3 separate regions of the Sus scrofa genome follow, and regions 1 and 3 are each linked to region 2. The links are chromatin contacts, called in public Hi-C and HiChIP or PLAC-seq maps. All regions are on one chromosome and are shown on one strand. Each heading gives the region's core, a stretch centred on a gene start, on an enhancer-like site or on the middle of the called end of the contact. The rest is flanking DNA. Distances are from core to core; before and after follow the strand shown.

Region 1 (4,215 bases), core at 1,483-3,982, 81 kb before region 2:
TGCCCAGGAGTGGGATTTCTAGATCAAATGGTAATTCTATTCTTAGGTTTTGAGGAATTTCCATACTGTTTTCCACAGTGGTTGCATCAATGTACATTCCCACCAACAGTGTAATAGGGTTCCCTTTTCCCCACACCCTCTCCAGCAGCACTTACTATTTGTAGACTTTTTGATGATGGCCATTCTGGCTGGTGTAAGGTGGTACCTCATACTAGTTTTGATTTGCATTTCTTTAGTAATTAGTCATGTTGAACATCTTTTCATGTGTTTTTTGGCCATTTGTATTGTCTGTTTAGATCTTCTCATTTTTTTTTAATTTTTATTAAAAAATTTTTTTGTATTTTATTTTTTTGATTTGAGATCTTTATTATTAGAAGAATTTAATCTTTTTTTTTTTTGGTAGTGCCCTTTATTACTCAATGAATTTATTACATTTATAGTTGTACAGTGATCATCACAATCCAATTTTATAGGATTTCCACCCATAAAACCAGCACATTCCCCCACCCCCTGAACTCTTTCCTTTGGAAACCATAGTTTTTCAAAGTCTGTGAGTCAGTATCTGTTCTGCAAAGAAGTTCATTGTGTCTTTTTCTCAGATTCCACATGTCAGTGAAAGCATTTGATGTTGGTGTCTCGTCTGACTGACCCCACTTAGCATGATAATTTCTAGGTCTATCCATGTTGCTAAAAATGCCCGTATTTCGTTCCTTTTAATGGCTGAGTAATACTCCCTGTGTACATGTACCATATCTTCTTTATCCACTCCTCTGTTGATGGACATTTAGGCTGTTTCCATGTCTTGGCTATTGAAAATAGTGCTGCAATGAACACTGGAATATATGTGTCTTTTCGAGTCATGGTTTTCTCTGGAACGATGCCCATTTTTTGATGGGGTTGTTTGTTTTTTTGGTATTGAGTTTCAGGAGGCATTTGTATATTTTGCAGATTAATCCCTTGTCAGTTGCTTCATTTGCAAATATTTTCTCCCCTTCGTGGGTTGTCTTTTTGCTTTGTTAGGGTTTCCCTTTCGGTGCAAAACCTTTAATTACGTCTCATTTGTTTTGATTTTGTTCTCATTACTCTAAGAGGTGAATTTGAGAAGATATTACTGTGGTTTATATCAGAGAGTGTTTGGCCTGTTTTCCTCTAAGAGTTTTATAATATCTGGTCTTTTTTTTTTTTTTTTTTTGGTTTTTTTAGGGTTGCACCTGTGGCATATTTAAGTTCCCAGGCTAGGGGTAGAATTGGAGCTGCAGCTGCCGGCCTATGCCACAGCCATAGCAAAACCAGATTCGAGCTGCATCTGTGACCTACACTACAGCTCACAGCAACACTAGATCCTTAACCCACTGAGCAAGGCCAGGGATCAGACCTTTGTCTTCATGGATACCAGTCAGGTTCGTTACTGCTGAGCTACAACAGGAACTCCCTAGTACCCGCTCTTATATTTAAGTCTTTAATCCATTTTGAGTTTATTTTTGTGTATGGTGTTAGGAAGTGTTCTAATTTCATTCTTTTACTTGTAGCTGTCCAGTTTTCCCAGCACCACTTACTGAAGGGATGTCTTTTCTCCATTGTATATTCTTTCCTCCTTTGTCATAGATTAGTTCACTGTAGGTGTGTGGTTAAATTTTTGACACATTATATTTTATTTTAGAACCAACCTTACCCTCAATTAGATTATTTAAAGGCAAATTCTGATATTTATGGATCTCAATGATAAACATTTTAACAATTATAATAAAATAATTTTTAAAAATTACTTAAAGTTATCACCTAGTCAGTATTCAAATTTGATCATCTCATAATTTTTTTTTTAATTTTATGGTCACATGCGTGGCAAATGGAAGTTCCCAGGCTAGGGACTGAATCTGAGCCGGATCCTTTAACCCGCTGCCCTAGGCTGGGGATCAAACTTGTACCTCCACAGCAACCAAAGCTGCTGCAGTTGGATTCTTAACCCATGAACCATAGCGGGACTCCAATTTTTTTTTTATAGTTGGTTAGTTTGAATAAGGATCCAAGTAAGGTCCAACACTTGCTTTGATTGATAATGTATTTTTAAGTATCTTTAATTCAAGGTCAACAAACTCTAGACTGGTTTTGTAAATAAACTTTTATTAGGAGTGTCCATTGTAGCTCAGAGGGTTAAGAATCCAACTAGTATCCATGAGGATACAGGTTCATCCCTGACCTTGCTCAGGGTGTTAAGGATCCAGTGTTGCTGCAAACCATGTCATAGGTTGCTGACACAGCTCAAATCCAGCAGCTACAGCTACAATTTGACCCCTAGCCTGGGAACTTCCATGTGCAGTAGGTGCGGCCCTAAAAAGAACAGGGGGAAAAAAAAAAAAGAGAAGTTCCTTTTTTTACTAGTATATTACCAGCTCCTGATGCACCGAATAAAGTGGCACATACTGTTTGGTATAGCTGTCTTTCTGTGATGTTAAGAGAATCAGTTTAAGTGCTATCAGTCTAAACCATCCATTATAAAGTTCCAGAAGAGTTAATAATAATGGTTTTAAACAGGCAGCAGTGACAAAGCTAAAGTCACCAGGCAAATCTGATAATCACCACTTTAAATCAGTCAACCAAGAACGCTTTGGACCCCTGTGGATATTGGCAATGTCTGGAGATGTTTTTGGTTGGCAACTAGGGGTACTAATGGCCTTTATAGGCATTGCCATATCTGGCATTACCATGTGATATGGGTTACATACATGGCTTGGGTCCCACATTGCTATAGCTGTGGCATAGGCCAGCAGCTGCAACTCTGATTCAACCCCTAGCCTGGGAATTTCCATATGCTGCAAGAGTGGCCCTAAAAAAAAAAAAAAAAAAAAAAAAAATTTGAGCTCAATAAAAGAATAAAAAAATCTTACACTGCCACCTCAAATATGAAGGAAGTAACTAAAAGAAAAATATGTGGATAAATGCTAGGTTTAAGTACATGGGAAAAGAATATTCAAAATTAAAACTTATGAAGTCAATATTTCAAACACCACATAATTTTAAAAGTAATTACTGTAAAATCCAACTGTGTTTGCCATTTAAGAGGAAAAAGGAAGTAGAACTAGGTTAGTAGAATTTTTCCATTCTTATTTTTTGCTTTATTGTAGGTTAAATACATCAGTTACGAAATCATTTCCCAAACTGTCCCATGGGTCACAATGTTTCAAGATATATTCTAGAACAGAAAGAGGACCACAGTATCAAATAAGTTTGAGAATGGCAATATAGGATAATAATTAAGAACACAGACCCTGGGGCCAGACTACCTAGATGCAAATCCAATTTGACCACTTATTAGCTAAGTGATCTAAGGCAAGCCACTTTGTTTCTCTCATTTTGTTGATATTAACACCTACTTAATAGCATTGTTGTAAGGTATATAAGGCTACGTATACATTATTCAGACTAATACCTAGCACAGAGTAAATGCTGTTTGCTATTATAGTAATACTGTTATCAAACACAGTAGGCTTTTTAAAAATATGTTCTTTTTTAAAAAATTAAAATATAGTTGATTTATACTATTGTGTCAATTTCTGCTGTACAGCAAAGTGACCCAGTTGTACATATATAAATACATTCCCTTTCTTATCTTCCATCACGGTCTATTCCAAGAGACTGGATATAGTTCCCTTTGCCGTACAGTTGGACCTCACTGCTTATCCATTCTAAATGTAATAGTTTGCATCTACTAACCCCAAACTACCCTCATCCCACTCTCTCCCTCCTCCCCCTTAACAACCACAGTCTGTTCCTTCTATTTGTGAATCTGTTTCTGATCTGTGGATAGATTCATTTGTGCTATATTAATACATTCTTTTTTATTTATTTATTTATTTATTTATTGGCCAGGCCCATGACATGCAGAAGTTCCAGGGCTAGATAGAACCCACACCACAGCAGTGGACCCACCTCATGGATCCTAGTCAGGTTCGCTACCACTGAGCCATGATGGGAATGCCCTGGAACATATTATTTAAAACATAATCGAAATAGCCAGGCATTCCTGTCGTGGCTCAGTGGTTAACAAATCCGACTAGGAACCATGAGGTTGCGGGTTTGATCCCTGGCCTTGCTCAGTGGGTTAAGGATCTGGCGTTGCCATGAGCTGTGGTGTAGGTCACAGGTGTGGCTTGGATCCCACGTTGCTGTGGCCCTGGCGTAGGTTGGCAGCAACAGCTCTGATTAGACCCCTAGCCT
Region 2 (4,060 bases), core at 1,084-3,583:
AGCCACCAGCCTACGCCAGAGCCACAGCAACGCGGGATCCGAGCTGCGTCTGCAACCTACACCACAGCTCACGGCAAAGCCGGATCCTTAACACACTGAGCAAGGGCAGGGACCGAACCCGCAACCTCACGGTTCCTAGTCGGATTCGTTAACCACTGCACCACACGGGAACTCTGTCCTACATCCTTCTTAGTATTTTAGACCCACCCCCCCAATTGCCCTTATAACTATACTGTTATAATTTGTGCTCATCTCCCCAGATGGACTAGACAACTTCTTGAGGACAAGCAATAGCTCATTCTTTTCCTAGAACCCCAGTACTAGCCACCCTTATAGACCCACTGAAAATGAAATCTTTCATAAGGTCAATTCTTAACCTGACTCAGGTACAACAAATCAAACCATGTACTTAATATGTGAATGAACTGCACTAAAACATTCACCTTTATCATTTACCAGCCTTAAATTATTTTTGGAATATGGCAAATATAACAAAATGGATGATTTATGTTACCAAAGAAACACAAGCTACAAAGCAAAAAAAAAAAAAAGTGCTTTGCTCTGCTGCTCTGAAAAGTTTGGTCTGATGCTCTGATAAGAACTCTGAACTCTTGGGAAATTCAACACTCTTGGTTAGGTATAAGTTCTGAATTTGCTTACTAAGTGCAAAAACTTTGGGCTAGATTAAAGAAAGACTCCTGGACATGGAGACTGATGCAGTAAACTTCAATTAACTGAAAATTTTCTGGCATTTATGCCAGAAGGGAGAAACAAAGAATGATATGCTTGACATATAACTAATTACATAAAGCTATAGTTTCTAAAATTCCTAAATACAAGCACGCCAACTTTCACATTCCATGAAACAGAAAGTTGTGAAACCTATGGATTAAAACAAATATATTGCTTGCCAAGAAAAACTGCAAGCAACATGCATACAAAACACAAACCACAACAGTTTTCATAAGAAAAAATTGTTTTAGAATCTATTAATTTAGGCAAAATTACTTGAAACAGCTCTATATGTGCTTTGTACCTCTGTACTATCACTCTTGAACTAGGTCTGAGTTAAATTAACAGCATAATGCTTTTCAGTACTCAAAGACTTTTGTAATATTAAACAAGCAGTTATCTTCAACTGCATTGAACTCAACTAAGGCACTTTGGTCTAATTTGCTACTAAGAGCATCAACCCCAATCCTGGCAAAGCTGCCCAGAGATGTCTTATGTGGAAACTTAACCACAAGCCAAGGAGGCAAAGGTACAAAGTCTCTCCTGGAATCAGTGTTCCTGGACCTCCCTATAGCCTTCTCTCTTTGTATACTACCTCTTCACCACTCTTCTAGGAATAGCTTTCTTTTTTTTTTTTTTTTTTTTTTTTTGCATCTTTTCTAATCTGTGGCTTTGTTGGTCCAAAATATTATACAATTTTCCCAACAGAACTTTTCTGCCTGACATTCACCTGGAAAGATTTTAGGGTACCTCTTTAATAAAGTAATCTTGTGCAAAGAAGGCCTCCTTCCTTACCCTCAATTCAACATCCACTGTTGAAAATAAAAATAAAATTACAACCCGTACTTCTATCAGTCTAATATAGGGAAAGAAATACCACAGGCTCTCTCTTCTACCTTCTTTATCTCCAGATTATTCCTCACTTTTCTCCTTCCTCATTTCCCTCCTCAATCCCTGCTCCCCCTGGAAAAAATTCCACAGCTGGAAAATTTCAGTTTTAAAGCCAAACTATTTAGTGAGGAAAATAAGTGTGTGCTTTTTTCTTCAATTATTTGTTCCTCCGTCACTCTGGAAGAGTTAAACAAATATTTTTAATCTGACCGCCCTCCCAGAATGATGATGCGCTAAATACACACTGAAATAAAACTCTCTTCGCGAAGCAAGCGGATTCGCGGCAAAAAGGCAACCGGGGAGTGGAGAGAGGGCGGGGGTAATGGGGACAGAGAAGAAACAGGATCGTTGGCCCCTAAAACCGGAGATAGGAATAAGGAGGTGAAAAGACGCGGGGGGCGGGGATTACAGCTGAGAAGTGCAACACACACACTCGCCAGAATCTAACAATTCGACAAGAGAATTGGACCGGCCACCGCGACTCCAAGCCTGGTCCCGAGAGAACAAGGGGGTGGCTTCCCCTCCCCCTTTGAGACAAAACTAACTCCCGGGCGCACCCCCCCAACTCCCCGACAAGAGGGTCCTGGTGGATGCGCGGGCACCTGGCAACCGCCTGGATGGAAGCAAAGCCCAAGAGGGAGGTAAGTCGGTCTTGGGCAGCGCTAAGAGTCCGGGATGGAGGGTCAGAAGCGGGCACCAGGGAGACTGGGGGCCGCGGCAAAACACCCTCTCATCCCAGGATCCCAGGGGCTTCTCGCTGCCTTTGCAGAGTAGGGTCCCCGGTTCCGGCTCCCGCCGCATCTTCCGCTCCTCACCTCACGCTGCCTGAGCCTCTGCCTCCACCACAACCCAAGCCGCCACAGCCGCCACGGTCCGGGCCATTTTCCACTCAGCCGCCTCAGCCGCTGCGGAGAGCTTCGGCAGACTCCGCGGCCAGCCAAGCACAGACGTCACTTCCGGCCGGGGAAGCACCGCCTTCCGCGCTCAAACTTCTCAAGCATTGGCTGGTGTTGACGACCTACCTGAGGTAGTGGGCGGGGCTTGGGAGCGAAGCCTGAGGTTCCAGATGGGGTAGAAGGGGGGCTCCCCCAGAAAAATGCTTGACAGGCTGTGGACGTCTCCCTGTGCAGCCCCAGACCAAGGGACAGGGTCTCGAAGACCCGAGCCGGCCACCTCTCCAGCCTGGCGTCAGAAGCCCCGCCAACCACCGAACGACTCTATTGTTCCCGTGCCCTCTCTTGGGACTCCGCACTCTCCCTATCCAAGCCGCAGCTTCCAGATTCGTGGTTTTTGCCCCAGGCCGCACGGAGATAACTTTGTGATTGGAAGACTGAAAGGAACAGGCAAGATATAAAATCGTTCACTCCAACCAGCGTTTACCTCACAGAGGATCAGGTGCTGGGAGTTGTGTAATTAGTAGCCCGCCTATCACGTGGATTGTGTAAAGTGCTTCCACATCAGCGTCTCATTTAATCCTCCCAACAGCCAGGTGAGGAAGATGGTCCAATAATAACTCAAGGCAAGACAGCTCTTTTCTACACTGCAAGACAGCTTCACATACAATCTCTATGTAAATACCTTCCTCATGAGAATTGAATGAGATTATTCTTTTAAAGCATTTAGCCCTCAAATGTTAGATTAAAAAATTGCATGACCATGTTAAGCAGATAGGAAAATTATCACCATTTACAGATGGTGAAGCCGGGGGCACAATTCAAACTCAGTTCTGACCCTAATCCATAGTATTTGACAACAGGTACAGGCGTCCCTTAAACAGAACAGCTCCTTTCAGAGGTTCACAATCTAATGTGATAGACTAGTTTGGGCTGCAATTCTCAGTTTGAAAAAAAAAAAAATTGTGAGAAAGCTGTAAGAAGTAGAAACTTAGCTTCAAGAAAGAGTGGAGAAGTAAATCTGATTTCTTTCTTTCTTTTTTTTTTTTTTGTCTTTTTGTCTTTTGTTGTTGTTGTTGCTATTTCTTGGGCCGCTCCCGCGGCATATGGAGGTTCCCAGGCTAGGGGTTGAATCGGAGCTGTAGCCACCGGCCTACGCCAGAGCCACAGCAACGCGGGATCCGAGCCGCGTCTGCAACCTACACCACAGCTCAAGGCAACGCCGGATCGTTAACCCACTGAGCAAGGGCAGGGACCCAACTCGCAACCTCATGGTTCCTAGTCGGATTCGTTAACCACTGCGCCACGACGGGAACTCCTCTTTCTTTCTTTTTCGAGGGAGGTTGTAAAGTGGATGAAGCCCTCTAATCACTGTAATAAACATGCCTACATTTCCCAGGAAATAACACTGGCTGGAGTTGCTACCCTACGTTGTCTAGAAGCAACTGTATGATTATTCCCTGTGGCTGTGGCTACCACCTCTTGTCCACTCACCCTTCCTACTGCTAGTTTTCCACCAACTCCCCTCCTCCCTGCCCCCCCCC
Region 3 (3,944 bases), core at 946-3,445, 130 kb before region 2:
TGCCGGACCTTTTACAATATTTAAAATATTCAGTATCTAGCCAACTCCTGTTCTTTTTAACAAAAAGGGCTCATACTTACTATTTCCAATTTGGGGGAAGGACTCGTTTGGTCTTATAATATCGAGCCAACCGGTGAATACGGCTCTCAATCAGAATCAGACGGAATTTAGCATCTTTATCCTAAAAATAAAAATGGGCAGAATTCAGGTAAACCACTAATAACTAACATTATTTTAACAGGAGAGTGTTTAGACCCCATGCACTTTAATGAAAAGTAAGCCAGTGCCCCTTAACAGAATCAGAGGCTAGGGTTCCTGTGACTAGATTAAGTCCCTAAAGGAATTTAAAGCTTTGAAATAGAAGACTTAACAAGCTGAAAATAAACACCTCAACATTTTCAACCAACTGAATGTGCTGCATCTAGGGACCCTCCCTCTGGAAGAATTTTTATTTCAACCAACTACCTCGTACATTGTTTGTGCCCTAAATCATCTTAGATAATTCAAATCAGATAGACTGTGTTTTACTGAAATACAGTTGTACAGTTCTGTTCTCTTACCTTTCTGTTCCTTTCAAGATGCTTTCGAACAGCAACAGCTTTCTTAATTAAATGGTAGAGATCCTCAGGAAGATCAGGAGCAAGTCCTTTGGACTTAAGAATCCTCAAGATTTTATTGCCTGTCACAAAACGTACTTGTGCAACACCGTGTGAGTCTCTCAGGATCACACCTGAAAAGAAGTAACAGAAATTCCCACACCATACACACAAACCGAGCATGTGATGTCAGGGTCTAAGATCTAGTCACTTTCCCAGTTTCTCACTTGTAAAAACAGGACTTACTTTTATACAATCAGACACCAATATGAGAAGGCATGCAAAGCTCACTCAGACATCCAAGGAAGGTTTACCCAACACTAAGGAAAACCCCTTCTGGTGGAAACTGCGAATGTTGGAAGACCATCATCACAGTGAGCTTGCTGGATTACAGACCACCACCACCAACAAAAAAAAAAAAAATCAAAGAGGTTCTTCGAAATAGCACCATCTGACTGCTTGACAGCCTATTATTTATTTCCTATTTGTATGTGATACCTCCACCAAACTATAAGCTCCAGGAGAGTAGACATGTTGCCCTTTTTTTTACTTCTGTATTCTAGGGATCCAGAACCACATAGCAGAAAAACATTTGAGGAATAAAGCCATCTGCACAAAAGTCACACACAGCTGAGGTCCAAAGCACATCTAACTGTGAGAAAAGGACAAAGACTCAATGTAACTAATTCCAACGCCACCACCAACAGCTGGGTGATTTGGGGCTAATTATATAGCCCAATGTGCCTAAGTTCCCTTAACTAAAAATAGGAAAACCACTAGTATAGCTGTCAGAATCGAAGTCAGTATATGCGAGGGCTTAGAACCTTACACCTAGGAGGGTACCCAGCCCAAAGAACACTCATTAAATTTCGGCGAGCATTTCAATCACTTTACCGTCTTCCACGTAAGAACTTGACAGTTCTGCAAATGAAAACTAGGCCTCGGTCATCAAGAAAGCCAGGAAAAGGTGGAAAAGATTTTCAAGTCACGTGTAAGATATTTACTCTCAGACTCTTTTCCAGCAAGTTACACGAGGCCAGGCGGAAAGGGCTACATCAGACAAAACTACTCACCGATCTGTGAGGGAGTCAGGCCCTTCTTGGCCAGTTTGTAGATCTGCTCCTTCACGTCGTCAGACGTCAGCTTCAGCCACTGTTTATAGAAAAGAAAGCAGCCTTAAGACGACAAATCAGGGATGGAACCGAAACACAGCGGTCCTGACCGCCCTGAAGACCCCACACTTATGCACACGTGGTCTCCCTCCCCGCGCCACTTCCCTCGAGTGACGACTGGCACCCCCTCCCGGCCTCTCCCCGATCCCCGCACGCCACTTACGGTGGGGACGCTGCGGCGGTAGGGCAGAGCCGACTGGGACAGGCCCTTCCTAGAGAGAGAAACAGTCTCGGCGTGAGGAGGCGATCCGCGCCACAGCAACCCCAAACCTCACCCCCTCGGCCCGCTGCCCACACTCCCTATTTACCCGACCCCAGGACCCAGCCCTGCAGCCCACTTGCAAACCCGAGCTCACCCCGGAGCGTGCATGCGACCCATGATGGCGGCGGTCAGGCAACGAAAAAGAGAGAGGAGGTGGGAGCGCCGCAGGAAGCCACCGTGCACGCAGGAAGTGACCTCACACGTCCTCGCTTGCGGGAGGAGGAGCTGCTCTATGTGGTTCCTGGCGTCGGCGTGACTACATAACCCGAAATGCATTTCAACATGGACTACACGTTCCGTCATGCATCGGTACCGGGGGGCGGTGCCTGACCAGAGCGGGAAAAAGTTCGTCTCCTGTCCCGGCTGTGAGCTCTGTGAAGGTGCTGCCTCCGCCAAGGTCCTGCAGTTTGGATCCCGGATTGAGACTAAGCACGCAGCAGATTCGGCTGCAGGGGTTGGTAGATTTGGTCCCTTCCCGTAGGGCCGTTATCTGCGCCCTTGCAGCCTAGCGAACTTGGCCTCCCAAAGTTCAGCCATGAGCAGTTTTTCGTCCTCGCACCAGCGTCAGACTTTGTCTTAGCCCTGAATTTCTCAAAGTCTGTACCTTCCCTTAAAATTTCACAGGTATATTACAGTGGTGATGAGTGCGACTGTAAATAATGGTAGTGGCTCCGCCTAGATAGCGATGACATTTCTTTACCTCAAATCCTAGCCTTTCAGTGGCGGGATCACTGAGTACGGAGCATCAGCCTAGCGATTTGAATCAGGCCCTGGCGAACCCCCTTCCCGGTACCTACTCATCCACCTGGGACCTCTTCACTCTTTCCCCCACCTTGGGCGGTGGGGCGCTTGGCTGGGAGGGGAGGAGTGCGGGGCCTCACGGAGCCGCGTCCGAGAGAGCGTTGGCTAACATGAAAGAGATTTGAGAATAAGACTGCATGGATTACGGTACATTTACTTACTTAAACATGAGGGTTTTTTTGTTTTTTGCTTTTTAGGGCCACACCCACGGCATATGGATGTTCCCAGGCTAGGGGTCCAATCCGAGCTACAGCTGCCCGCCTACACCAGAGCCACAGCAACGCCAGATCGGAGCTGCCTCTGCAACCTACACCACAGCTCACGGCAGCCAGGATCCTCAACCCATCGAGCGAGGCCAGAGATTGAACCCCCAACGTCATGGTTCCTAGTGGATTCCTTTTGGCTGCGCCTGGACAGGAACTCCTACACATGAGTTTTTTGAGTCCTCCAGCATTGCCGGAATGATTTACCCTCAACCTTCCGATTTACCACAGTTGTACCTTGCAGTGGAATAATAGATGTCTAAGATATAACCCATACCAGTGCTGGATTGTTTTGAGAATACCACTCTGGTTAAGAAAGAAAAAAATCGGTTGTAAAAAGACCACTTCTAATAAGGATATATAGGAATGTTTACTCAAATATTTATTCGTAGTATAGGAATTATAACTGTTTTCAGGGTTTTTTGTTTTAGTCACGTTGAAGCCCTCCAGTAGTTTTCAGTTCACCTTATCTTTCCATGATTGTATATTCAGTAATAATAAAAACAAGATGTGTGTGAATTTTAATGAAACGGTATTTACCTTCTATTGCCTTTATGTGTCGCATGATGAGAACTTTTTGTTCATTACAAACGGGAGTTCCTGTCGTGGCTCAGTGGTTAACGAATCAGGCTAGGAACCATGATGGTGGCGCTTTCGATCCTGGGCCTTGCTCAGTGGGTTAAGGATCCAGCGTTGCCGTGAGCTGTGGTGTAGGTTGCAGACGTGGCTCGGATCCCGGGCTGCTGTGGCTGTGGCGTAGGCCTGTGGCCATAGCTCTAATTAGACCCCCTAGCCTGAGAATCTCCATATACCACAGGAGCGGCCCTAGAAAAGGAAAAAACAAAAAAAC

The links. Hi-C and Micro-C count contacts between places; a contact is called where the count stands out from the background. HiChIP or PLAC-seq counts read pairs in DNA pulled down with a chosen protein or histone mark.
Region 1: a contact with region 2 is called in an H3K27ac HiChIP or PLAC-seq map of alveolar macrophages. The contact joins two enhancer-like sites. A contact is called at or near these places in 6 of 47 Hi-C or Micro-C datasets (alveolar macrophages, embryonic fibroblasts, epiblast stem cells and 2 more) and 1 of 2 datasets of contacts at active chromatin or transcription factors (alveolar macrophages).
Region 3: a Hi-C map of skeletal muscle shows a contact between it and region 2, with 2.6 times the contacts expected there. The contact joins the promoter of RPS13 here to the enhancer-like site in region 2. A contact is called at or near these places in 3 of 47 Hi-C or Micro-C datasets (alveolar macrophages, psoas muscle and skeletal muscle) and 2 of 2 datasets of contacts at active chromatin or transcription factors (alveolar macrophages and skeletal muscle).

The regions. Positions count from the first base shown.
Region 1 is chr2:41,984,933-41,989,147 of Sscrofa11.1, reverse strand. All of the region lies in intron 15 of PIK3C2A (phosphatidylinositol 4-phosphate 3-kinase C2 domain-containing subunit alpha), which reads right to left. Among named protein-coding and RNA genes, the nearest start is that of RPS13, 44 kb to the left of the region's middle. Within about 2 kb of position 2,732, at least 1 of the 83 cell types and tissues checked has an H3K27ac peak or open chromatin away from gene starts, as enhancers often do. A contact at or near this core is called in alveolar macrophages, where this site is marked.
Region 2 is chr2:41,903,539-41,907,598 of Sscrofa11.1, reverse strand. The region is part of intron 2 of PIK3C2A (phosphatidylinositol 4-phosphate 3-kinase C2 domain-containing subunit alpha); the gene reads right to left. Among named protein-coding and RNA genes, the nearest start is that of PIK3C2A, 76 kb to the right of the region's middle. Within about 2 kb of position 2,333, at least 80 of the 83 cell types and tissues checked have an H3K27ac peak or open chromatin away from gene starts, as enhancers often do. A contact at or near this core is called in alveolar macrophages and skeletal muscle, where this site is marked.
Region 3 is chr2:42,028,836-42,032,779 of Sscrofa11.1, reverse strand. RPS13 (ribosomal protein S13) reads right to left here and starts at 2,195. Exons shown (of 6, transcript NM_001244829.1): 1 at 2,125-2,195; 2 at 1,932-1,980; 3 at 1,670-1,748; 4 at 561-730; 5 at 81-181. The coding sequence starts at 2,147.